Linked DNA regions of Gossypium hirsutum: region 2 is linked to region 1. Evidence: chromatin contacts called from public Hi-C data. All regions are on one chromosome and are shown on one strand. Each heading gives the region's core, a stretch centred on a gene start, on an enhancer-like site or on the middle of the called end of the contact. The rest is flanking DNA. Distances are from core to core; before and after follow the strand shown. Region 1 holds the start of LOC107960091 (protein SMAX1-LIKE 6). Region 2 holds the start of LOC107960083 (a long non-coding RNA gene).

Region 1 (5,933 bases), core at 1,212-3,711:
TCACGATTTCTTCTTATGTTTCATACTTCATATTTCATATTTTCTCCGTATATTATCAATTTCAGACTTTTGTATGTGAAATTACTATTGAATATTTATATTTCCTTAATTGAATTGGCTTGACAAATTAATATGATGTTGATTTAGTTCGATAATAATTGAAGTATATTTTTTAAAAAATTAAATTATATGATTAAAAAATACACAACTTAAAACATTATAAATTTTAACAATTTTATTTTATCATTTTAACTTTTAAAAAGGAAAAAATAAGGCCTATAGGCCATTTTTTTAAAATTAGGGTTTTGGATCGATTTTATTTTTAATTAGAGATATAGGCCAATTTTATTAGGACGCGCTTTCCTATTCTCTCTTCCAGGGTTAGGGTTTTTATTTTATTAGGGTTAGAGTTTTTATTAGGGTTTTTATTTTGGGTTTAGAGTATTTTGAAAGTGTTCAGGATTTTCGAAAGAAATTCTTAGGTAATTTTAAGGGGTCGGGGATGTGATAACACGCCTCAGCACACTTACATTTCTGAACCATGCCAAGTAACCATCAACTGTCGTCGTGTCCACTGAGAAAAATTATTCGCGAACGGGTATGGACTGCATCCTAAGATCCCATACGTCGATGTGCTCCACGTGTCGCACCGACTAGTCAATGTTGTCCTTCCCCCACATGTCTACCTTGTGCAAATCCTTCAGATATTGCGGTGGCGGCGAAATTCGTTGCCTCCACTTGAACTGCCACAACACCCTATTTATTTCATGCATTTCCACTCTCGTGTACACTATCAACGACACCTTCACATCCCACATCTGCTGATTGCGCAACACTTCCGACGGAATACAGGATATGACATCGGTGTTGGCGTACGACATCCATTCAAACTGATAAGAAAAATTGTAAATATCGTTATTTATGAATTTCTTTTTTACGAATAATTACGTAATTAATATAGGTTCGAAAGAATAGGTAACTAACCTCGGCTTCATTGATCTAACAACAGCCTAATATCTTTTATTACCTTAGGCAGTCCCATGTAGCTCGGCCCATGGTTCCACCTGTACAAGCGATATGTTAATCGAAACATATAATAATAAAAATTATTGTACAAACTATGTATTTGTTAATAAATGATGTTTACCTCGTCACCAAGGGGAACATTTATAGGTCGACCACATTGAGATGTAAAAATGGTAGTCTCCACCAGGCCCACGACTATAGCAGGAGAAAACAATCACCGATCGACGTTGACCTCGGGTTCATGGCTCGACACATCTCTCGATATAACGTGGACAATATTGCAGATCCCTAACTTAGTTTCACGCAACCATTGAAGCCCACTAGATGTAGTAGCCACCTTACATGCACCAAATTTTGAGATTTGTCGTGCATTAAAATTCCCCTGATTAACCTCAAGATGTATGCTTGGGTGTATTGTTGTATCACCTCCTTCGTTCGATCTTTAAGGTTTTTAGGGAGCTCATCGAAATTATCCTTCAACTAGTTCATCAATTTTCAACCACCTTCGAACTTGTCCGAGACCTTCTTCAACAGTGATTGGCAGAGGGTCACTTTGTTCGGAACTATCCTAGATCCCGTGCTGACTGGTCCATCCACTGGCAAACCAAATTGTAGCGCTATGTCTTCGAGTGTGATTGTACACTCGCCGCATCGAAGGTGGAAAGTGTGTGTTTCGGGCCTTCATCTTTCCACTAATGCGCTAATTAGTTGCAAATTGAGTTTGTAGTCCCCGGACATGCTAGACGCATGTAAGAAAACAACCGCTTGCAAGTGGCCATGAATTTCAGGAATTACATGCTTTCTTATATTATGGATGAAATTATCCAGAACAGGATCATCTGTTTATTTACACAAAAAATTATAATTATAATAAAAAATTAAATTTAACATTATTGAAATTAACGAAATTTAAATTTCGGTTTTACCATTACTAATTAGGCAGCAGAAATATACTTGTCGTTGAATCGGATTAGAAAGGCGGTCATTCATAAAAATGAGATAATTTAAAAAATAAAAATTTTAATTAAATAAAAATATTGAAAATTTTTAAAAACAAGAGACTTGAGAGGGTTTGAGAGGATTGAGAGAGTTGAGAGAAGGATGTGAATGAAAAAATAAAAATTGAGGGGTATTTATAGGGTAAAAAAAGTTACTATTAGGGTTTTAAATTTTTTTTATCATTGGCGATAAGTTAAAAAAACTGTTGGGATTTACAAAGTGCGACTAATTAAGGGCGTTTTCTAACTAAATCGATCTATATCCCTAATTAAAATAAAAACCGACCCAAAACCTTAAGTTTTTTAGAAAAAATAGTCCTATAGTCGTTATTTTGCCATAAAAAATATTAAATATTAAAGTGTTAATTATTTCAAAAACAAAAACCAATTGTTTAACAAGTTTAAAATTGAAAGAAATCATATTTGTAGAGAGGAGCATATACGCATAAAAGAGAAAAAGGAAATCCTTTTGTGTATATAGTAGAGAATCTAAATTCACCACCTGTCGTTCCAAATGATCTCCTCCACAGTGGACCCCACTAACCCCCGACTTAGACAGCCAACAGTTCCCCTTTAGAGGGAAAATAAATAAATAATTAATTATACTATTGTCCTCCATAAAAGTCCCTTTTTCTTTTATAAAAAAAAAAAAATCTCTCCCTTGCACTTCTGATAAACAAACAAATATATATTTTTAGTTTACCTTCTTTTTTTCCTTTTTTAATCAAGAAAAAAAAAGTTTTTGGCTTTTTATGATACCCGGCGATGCCTACGCCGGTAAGTGTAGCGCGGCAATGCTTAACGCCAGAGGCAGCTCACGCGCTAGACGAGGCGGTGAGAGTCGCGCGACGGAGGGGACACGCGCAAACGACCTCGCTCCATGCCGTTTCTGCTCTTCTCTCTCTCCCTTCGTCCCCGTTACGTGACGCCTGTGCACGTGCTCGTAACGCGGCTTACTCCCCTCGCCTCCAATTCAAAGCGTTGGAGCTTTGCCTTAGCGTGTCATTGGACCGAGTCCCCTCGAGTCAACTCAGCAACGACCCGCCCGTCTCCAACTCGCTCATGGCCGCGATAAAGCGGTCTCAGGCGAACCAGCGAAGGCAGCCCGAAAATTTCCACCTTTATCGCGATATGTCGCAGCAAAATCCTTCCAGTATCTCGTGTGTCAAAGTGGAGCTCCAACACTTGATGTTATCCATCCTGGATGACCCTGTTGTTAGTCGGGTCTTCGGCGAGGCGGGATTTCGGAGCTCCGAAGTCAAGCTGGCAATCATCCGCCCCCTCCCTAATCTCCTAAGATACTCTCGACCACGTGGCCCACCGGTTTTTCTTTGCAATCTAGAAAATTCGGATCCGGGTTATGAAAACACCAGGTTTCCATGTCATGGCGGCTTCAGTTTCCCGTTCCCGGGTTTTGCATCTTTTTATGGAGGAGAAGAAAACTGTAAGAGAGTAGGAGAGGTTTTGGCGCGAAGGAGGAATCGACTACTTGTTGGTGTATGTGCAAACGATGCACTCGCCAATTTCACTGATTGTTTGGACCAAAAAAAAGATGGCTTCTTGATTAAAGGTATTTCGGGGTTAAACATAATTTGCATCCAAAATTATATTTCCAAGTGCACTACTAATCAAGGCTTTAATAAAGGGGAGATGGATTTAAAATTTGAAGAAATGGGTCGGGAAGTTGAAGGATCCGGATCCGGGTTGGTGGTGAATTACGGGGATCTGAAAAATCTTGTCAGTGACAAGAGTGAAAAAGATGATGATGATGATGATGACGACGACGACGACGACGACAAGGTTGTGGATGAAGATGGGGTTAGTTATGTAGTTGGACAGTTAACGAGGTTATTACAAGTTTATGGAGGGAAACTCTGGCTGCTGGGAGCTGCAACAAGTTACCAGACATATTTGAGGTTTCTAAGTAGGTTTCCTTCAGTTGAAAAAGACTGGGATTTGCAGATTTTGCCTATAACTTCGGTTAGGAATTCATTGGCTCAGTCTTATCCCAAGTCCAGGTATGTAAATTGAATTATCAATTTTCTTGGAGATTTTATTTTATACTATCTTTTATGTTGGCATGATATTTTTGGTCGTTATTCTGAATGCTTTTAACTAATTTTTTTTTGGTCAAGTATACTTATCTTGTGTTTAGAGAGCTCTTTATTTGTCCTACGGTCGAGTTTGAGGGATTTAAGGATTGGGTAATCTTGATTTAAAGCTGATGCTTCGTTGTGTAACACTTTTAAGTCATAACCTTTTCCAGAGTTGCACTGGTTGGCGTACAATATTCACCATGGTGAAACCTGGGATTTAGAGGGGATGTGATTTGTGATTTAAGCTGAATTTGCAACTTAATGCACTGCTACGTTGTTGCTGTGTTAACATTTTTGAATTTAAATAAAAATAATAAGAGTTTAAAATGATTTTAAAGATATTAAGTTGTTTGCAGTGGGTAATGACGCGTTTCATAAAGGTTGATTATTTGGTTAGTGCATGGTTATTGGATGAAACACTTACATAAGCCTAACTGATACTTTTATAATTTTAAATTTATTTAAGGTGCTGAATGCTATAGTAGTGGAATGTTGGTATCCACTTTATCTGTTTCATTCTTTTTGTTGTTATGCAGCATCACTTTTTTTTTTTCCTTTGCGTTTATTGATTCCTTTGATTTCCATGGCTGTCTTCGTATTTAATTCGACCTGATCTCATAGTTTATGTAACTACAGGTTGATGGAGTCATTTGTTCCATTTGGTGGGTTCTTTGCTACACCTTCTGAGTCAAAGGGGTCCTTAAGCAGCTCGTATCAACATTTACCCCGCTGTCATCTATGCAATGAGAAGTGCGAACAGGAAGTAATTGAAATTTCAAAGGGAGGTTTCAATGTTTCCGTGGCAGATCAGTGCCAATCTACTTTGCCTTCTTGGTTGCAGATGACAGAGCTTGGTGCAAACAAGGGATTAGATTTGAAGGTGTGTGTCCGTTCGTCTATGCTTCACGTGCTTATTTTATGTTCATATTCTTTTGTTTCAAATATCTGTGGTGGGGACCCGGAGTATTAAGAGAACCATCGGTTTCAACTTTCAATCCCTATTATTACTACTCAAGTATATTCCTAACCTGATTCATTTGCCGCCAATCTCAAAAGATGGACATCATTTGCATACACCCACAGCATACGCTTATACCGGTTTTAAAATGTCTGTTGTTCACCAGATCTGTTGTGTTGATCAAGGGTTTCCATGTTTTATTCACTAAATCTACCCAACCCTGTCCCTGCCCCTGCCCCTGCCCCTTTTCTCCAAATCTTAATCGGTTTAGTTTGGATAATTTATGAAATTTATGTGAAAACAAGTTTGTCTCTCTTCAGTGCAGACCAAAGATGGGCAGTTTTTAAACACTATGGTAGCAGGACTGCAAAAGAAGTGGGACAATATTTGCCAGCGCCTTCATCACACTCATCCAGGCCCTGAGTCAAAAACTTATGAAGAAAGCCCTTCATTCCCGACTGTTATGGGCTTTCATTTCGTGCAAGACAAGAAAGAAAATGCTCATGGTCATAGTAATGACAATAGAAATGCATCGCCCGATGAAAAGATGTCTACATCACTATCAGAGAATCCTTCCTCTATAGTATCCAAGACTAGAAATGGAAGTGTCCTGCACAAGCTATGGGAAAAGCCTTCCAAAGGAGGTGTTTTTGAAGCGATTGAACCCATATCTCCTTGCAGTTTGTCCAATTCAAGTGGAGGTGACGTTAGTCAAGCCTCTCCTACATCTGTGACTTCTGTGACAACTGATTTAGGGTTGGGTTTATGCTCCGTTTCTTCAAGCAACACGATGAAACCTTCAAATCAGAACCATGCAGGGCTTGCGGAGGACTTCCCAGGTTGCCTTCCTGCAAA
Region 2 (5,933 bases), core at 1,809-4,308, 830 kb after region 1:
GAGTCATTGAAATGTGATGAATCATAATGTTATTTTACAATATTTGATATACATCAAAAAAATATCGATTAAAATAACATGTTAGATACACTTGACACTTTCTTAACAATATAATGTTGCTTTACAATACCTTTATTAATAAAGATAATATTAGTGTATTTTAATTTATTAAAGGATCTTTTTATTAAAAATATTTGAAATAATAAAACTCTATTATTAGCAAATGTTTTTTTAGAGAAATAACTGGAATTTTTTATTCAAAAACTATCAGAGGCCCAAATAAAGAGCTCCTAGAAACAAAACAAAGCAAACGCCGAAATGATGAATAACAAAATAAACAACATAAGCCCAAAATCATAAAGTCGAGATCCAGCTAATTTGACGGAGGTAGCTTTAGAGACTTCTTAGCCTCAGCTGTATTCATTAATTATGCTCAACTCCTGAAAAGCAACAATCGCATTGGAAAACTGCAAAAAAGCCCCTCTTCATTTCAATCTTTCAGTCTTTTCATCTGGAAAATCGATTCATTTCTTCTTCAGCCACTCTTGAAGATGGGTCTTTTTTAACATCAGTTTGAAACTTCTACCCATCATCGGTTTGTTTCCACCTATTCCGCCGCATATGGAGGAACCCTATTCGATTCTTTGTGGGTAAATCGAAAGACAAATGAACAGAACCTAGTACATAAACGCTTTGAATCTTCAATATATGCTTCAATCTCAGATCTATTTTCCTCCTCTGTTAGCAGTTTCCTTATCACCGATTGTGCATCTCCTTCAATTTTGACCATCGACAACCGGAGATTTATCCCCAACCGGATCGCCTGAAGACACGCCATTGCCTCCGCTGTGAACACTGACGATATGTTCTCATGCAGTATTGTTCTTGAGCCAATCACTTTTCCATTTTCATCTCTAATCACCACACTGAACAAGATTTTTTTTCCTTTTGACTGTTAAATGCAGCATCAAATTTTATCTTTAACAGTAGTCCTACTTGGTGCTTTGCATCTTCTCGGGCTCTTTATCTGAACTAGTAAGTTCGCATTCAACCCTTCCTGCTCTTTTAAGTAGTTCTGCACATAATCTGCTATCTGGGATCCTGATTTTTGCTCTCCCTCATGAATAAACTTATTTCTTGATGACCAAATTGCCCAAATAGGACATGTAACCATCCTGCATTTGTATAAAGGAATAGTCTCAAAAAATATTGTTTATCCATTCTCTGTATTCAGTATTTGCCACTGCTATCGGCCAAGTAACATGTAATTTCTCCCATGTTTCTTTTGTGATAAGGCAGTCCCTAAACACATGCTCCCTCATTTCAGCTTCATTCTGGCATCTTGGGCAATTTGTAGATCCAGCCAATCTTCTCTAGTGCAGGTTGTTGAAGGTAGGCAAAAAATTACATGAAATTCTCCAACTTGTAATTTTTACTTTTGAGGGTAGATCTAAGTTCCAAAGCCGCTTCTAAAACTGTTTGTAATTTGTCAGCATAGGATTATGTACATAGTTTATGACCACTACGAATTGAGTATTCCCCGTAGCCTCCCCAGGCTAGATAATGTGGTCTTCGTGCGATTTCATCAATAGAGGAATGCACAAAATTCTTCCAGCATTTACCTCTGTAAAGGTATTTTCAATCAAATCAGTTTTCCATCTTATTGTTCTTGAATCAATAAGATCTACTACTTTGTTCAAACTCGACTTGTTTCCAGTATACTGCACTTTGGATTCTCCACTTCCAGGAACCCAAGCATCCTTCCAAATTGAGACTTTCATTCCATCTTCAATCCGTCAGCCTAACCCAATCTGAAAGAGCCCTTTTGCAGCCCACAGACTTTCTAGGTAAAAGAAGGTAGATTACCTAAACTGGAATTCAAAAAATTTGTATCTTTAAAATATTTGGCATTTAACGTGCGCACCAATAACGAATTAGGATTACATATCAAACGCCAACCCTGCTTGGCTAATAACGCCACATTAAATTTCGATCGACTTCTAAACCTATGTCACCGTATTCCTTAATAGCACACAAAGTCCTCCAATCCCACCAATGTATCTCCCGCTTCCCTTGACTTTTTTGCCACAAATTCCCTATGATATTCTCCAGTATCACACAGAGGGATTTTGGCATTATAAAACAAAGCATCGTATATGTGCACAACTTTGATAGACATCTCATTTCCTCTTTGTGAAAGATGCTTGTTATTCAAGCTGTTTATCTTCTGCTTCAATCTATTTTTCAAACCTTGAAACACCACCCTCCTTCCTCTACATACCATATTTAGTAATCCCAAGTACTTTTCTAGATCTGTAGAGCAATGAACATTAAGTACTTGAGGTGCCATATCTTTATCCTGGCCAGTTACATTAGCGCGCTAAAGAAAGTAATGGATTTTTCAAAATTAACACACTGACCCGAGCAGACTTCAAATTCACAAAGAATATTTTTTATTACATTAACCCTCCTCTCCGTGACCTCTCTAAAAAGTATACAATCATCCACAAACATAAGATGAGTACTTGGAGCGGCATTTTGACAAACTCTTGCTCCTGCTATTTGCCCTTCTTGCCCTGCTAATCTCATAAGAGCCGATAAACCCTCCCCTCACAATAAGAATAGATAAGGGCTTAAGGGATCCACTTGTCTCAGCCCTCTAGACGGTTTAAAGCTTACCCTTCATTATTAATCATGATAGAATACGACACCGTACGAATGCAATGGAGGACAAAATCAATAAAAGGACATGCAAAGCCCATTTTCAACATCATACCTTTAAGGAAAGGCCATTTAACTCCATCATAAGCTTTGCTCATGTCTAGTTTTAAAGCCATAAAACAATTTCTTCATGTTCTTTTGTTTTTGTATGCATAAAGCACCTCATACGCAAGTAGCACATTATTAGTGATAAGTTGACCCGACACAAAAGTGCTCTTCTAAGAATCATCAACTCAAAAGTCCATAACCTTTTGTAGGCGATTAGCAACAGTCTGAGCAATAATCTTATAAATCACCGTACATAGACTCATAGGGCAAAAGTTTTTTTGATTAAAAGGATGAGAAATCTTTGGTATTAAAACTATACTAGTTTTATTTAGATCTTCCAAAGAATTTCCATTATTTAGAATATTCAAATAGAAAGAGCTAGTATTTTTACCAACAATTTGCCAGAATTTCTGGTAGAAAAGTGCTGGAATGCTGTTTGTCCCCGAAGCTTTTGTTGATACCCCAGGCAGCACATGTTCAAGATTTCCAACCCCTTTCGTCTCAAACAATTTTTAAAATAGTTTCGAGCAATATCTTCCATCTCATGAAGATCAAAGGTCAGTGTATCGTCTTCCCTTTATAGACCCCCTATTTGATTCATGCGCCATCTCTAAGATTCATGATTATGGAAAAATGAAGTATTTGTTCTCCCATTTTCAGCCAATTCACTTTAGCTTCCAATACCTTTCTTCCTTTTCCATCTCCATTTTTAAATGTAATTTCACATCCACAACTCAGCCAAAATTTCGTCCGATCTGTCATAGTCATCCAATTCTTCTAATCTTTTCATTAACTACTTCACTTCCTGTCTTTTTTTTTCCTACCCAAGTTTGTATTCCAACAGTGAGAGCCACAATTTTATCCATAAAACCACCTGAACTCTCTTCCCATCATCTTATGATTTCTCCCTAATGTCTCTTTTAAAGTCTGCCAAGCTTCAAAATAAAACCTACTCTTTCTTCTTCTCAACCCCTCATACTCCATTTGGATTAGTAGACAATGATCTAAGAATGAGTAAGATAAATGTCTTAGCGAACATTCTGGGAAGAGTTGTAACCATTCTGAAGTTGCTACCTCTCTATCAATTCTTTCCTTAATTCTCCTTTCTATCACATTCCCCCTCTCTCACGTAAACCATGGACCCGAATAACCTATATCCCCCAATTGGCAGTCTTCTAAAGTTCGTACGAAATTCCTCCATTCTATCTTCCTCTCTTAGTAATCCTCCTTATTTTTCATGCACGTAGAGGATATCATTGAATTTTCCTCTAACTAGCCATGGTAAATCACTATTCCTACCCAATGTCCGAAGTAGGTTCTACGTTTCAACCTTTTCTCTCACATCTGGTGCCCCATAAAAGCCTATAAACCTCCATCATGTATTTTCCTTATTCTCCTGAATTTCAACATCAATGTAGTTCCTCAATAAGCTCCTAAGAGTAACTAACTATCTTCCATTCCATCCAAAACTCAACCCTCTGTAAGTAGCATCAGCAGGAACATCAACACCATTAAAAATTCCACAACGCCTTCTAATTTTCTCTATAAAGAAGACAATTTGGAGATTATAAATATTTAGTATATGCTGAAGTCTACGTACTGCATGCGCACTCCCCAACCTGCGGATATTCCAACATAAGATCTTCATTTTGTCCGCCGATTACTGTTGATTATGGGCAATATGCCCATCATTGATCACTAGCGAATCTTGATTCCTAGAAACGTTAGAGATAAAAAAATCAAAACGTTGTCACTTATTTCCCTCAACATTTTTAATTGGGTTATCATCCAAATCACGCTCCATAATCACCAGGCTTGACATATTAGAGGATCCCACCCCAATCAAATTTTTTTAATTGCAGATCCCTTCAAATTAAATCCCAATATAGGATTGACATTAGACCATGATTCTTTCCCGTAATTTTGACTTGAATCTTGTCCAACCTGCTATCCATCACTATTCTTTCCAAAAAAAACTCCCATTTCCTTCCTCCCTTAGCCAAATGCTATTCATTGTTGTAGCTCTTCTCGACTGTGCACACAGCGTTCAATCCCACCCCATCTCTGTCTCATGCATGTCGTGATGTAATATCACTAGGCAGAAATTATCCCCATGACCTAGACAACCACATAAGAAGCAAAAAAGGGTTAATTTTTCATATTTGATTTTCGCATATATAAAATTTGACAAAAAAAAATTCATAATTTTCTTTCGTCTTTTCAATGGCTTATAGACGTCAATTTATACTTGGATACGCAAATAGTTTTTAAAATCCCAAGATAATTGTTTTGTGTCATACTCCAAGAATCTTCCAATAAAATTTCTAAATTGACTCACCACTGATTCTTTGAAAAATCTCAGTGGTAAATCATGCACCTAAACCCAAAAGTCTGAATACACCAGCGAAATTGACATAGGATCCTCATTGTCCTGTAATCTATGCATAATCAAAATATGATTGTTGAAGGTCCAGGGAACACCTGTAATCACCCGACTGATATCTAACTCATTAAAGAATTTGAATAAAAAACATTTTTCGCCTAGATTTGAAATCTGCATTCCGTCCAATGGATGCCATAAGTTAGCCATCATGTTCCTCATGGCTGGAAAATGAACCACACTTGCTGTCAAGTACCAGCCCACCAAACAGAAATTATAAACTGAATTCTGAGGCTCCACTCCATCCGGAACAGAGAAAGCCTCTTCTTCCCCATCCTCTATACTCAGATATGCTATTCCTCTTTCCATCACGCTTCTACAACAACAAAACAATACCCAAAAACCACCCCCGTGGGTAGAACAACAAGAAAATCAACAAGTACGAGATAAAAGAAGCAAAGGGACAAAGGCGTGCCAACAAGCCGACAAAGGCGTGCCAACAGGCAGACAGGAATAAATCCAAAGCTCAATCACGAAATTTCAGCCTTAATTCTCACTCATTATTAGCAAATATTTGAATCAATCCACAATATGATTTTTTTTTTCAAATAAATTTCTTGAAAAGTGATAACCTTTGTTCATACCAAACACAATTTTAGTGTCAAACATCTAAAGCATTGACTTATTGACTTAATTATTTTTAATCATAAAAATAAATTGTAAACAAATTTAAAAATATATCATTCGATTAACATCTAGATTTATTAAAATAACCCATATGAAT

Evidence for each region. Hi-C and Micro-C count contacts between places; a contact is called where the count stands out from the background.
Region 2: a Hi-C map of leaf shows a contact between it and region 1, with 5 times the contacts expected there. The contact joins the enhancer-like site here to the promoter of LOC107960091 in region 1. A contact is called at or near these places in 3 of 34 Hi-C or Micro-C datasets (leaf and petal).

The regions. Positions count from the first base shown.
Region 1 is chrA05:43,584,710-43,590,642 of Gossypium_hirsutum_v2.1, forward strand. LOC107960091 (protein SMAX1-LIKE 6) reads left to right here and starts at 2,462. Exons shown (of 3, transcript XM_016896303.2): 1 at 2,462-4,042; 2 at 4,757-5,000; 3 at 5,404-5,933. The coding sequence starts at 2,790.
Region 2 is chrA05:44,417,988-44,423,920 of Gossypium_hirsutum_v2.1, forward strand. It overlaps LOC107960083 (a long non-coding RNA gene), which reads left to right and starts at 270. Exons shown (of 4, transcript XR_001701090.2): 1 at 270-876; 2 at 966-1,035; 3 at 1,328-1,632; 4 at 1,718-4,008. Within about 2 kb of position 3,059, at least 3 of the 9 cell types and tissues checked have an H3K27ac peak or open chromatin away from gene starts, as enhancers often do.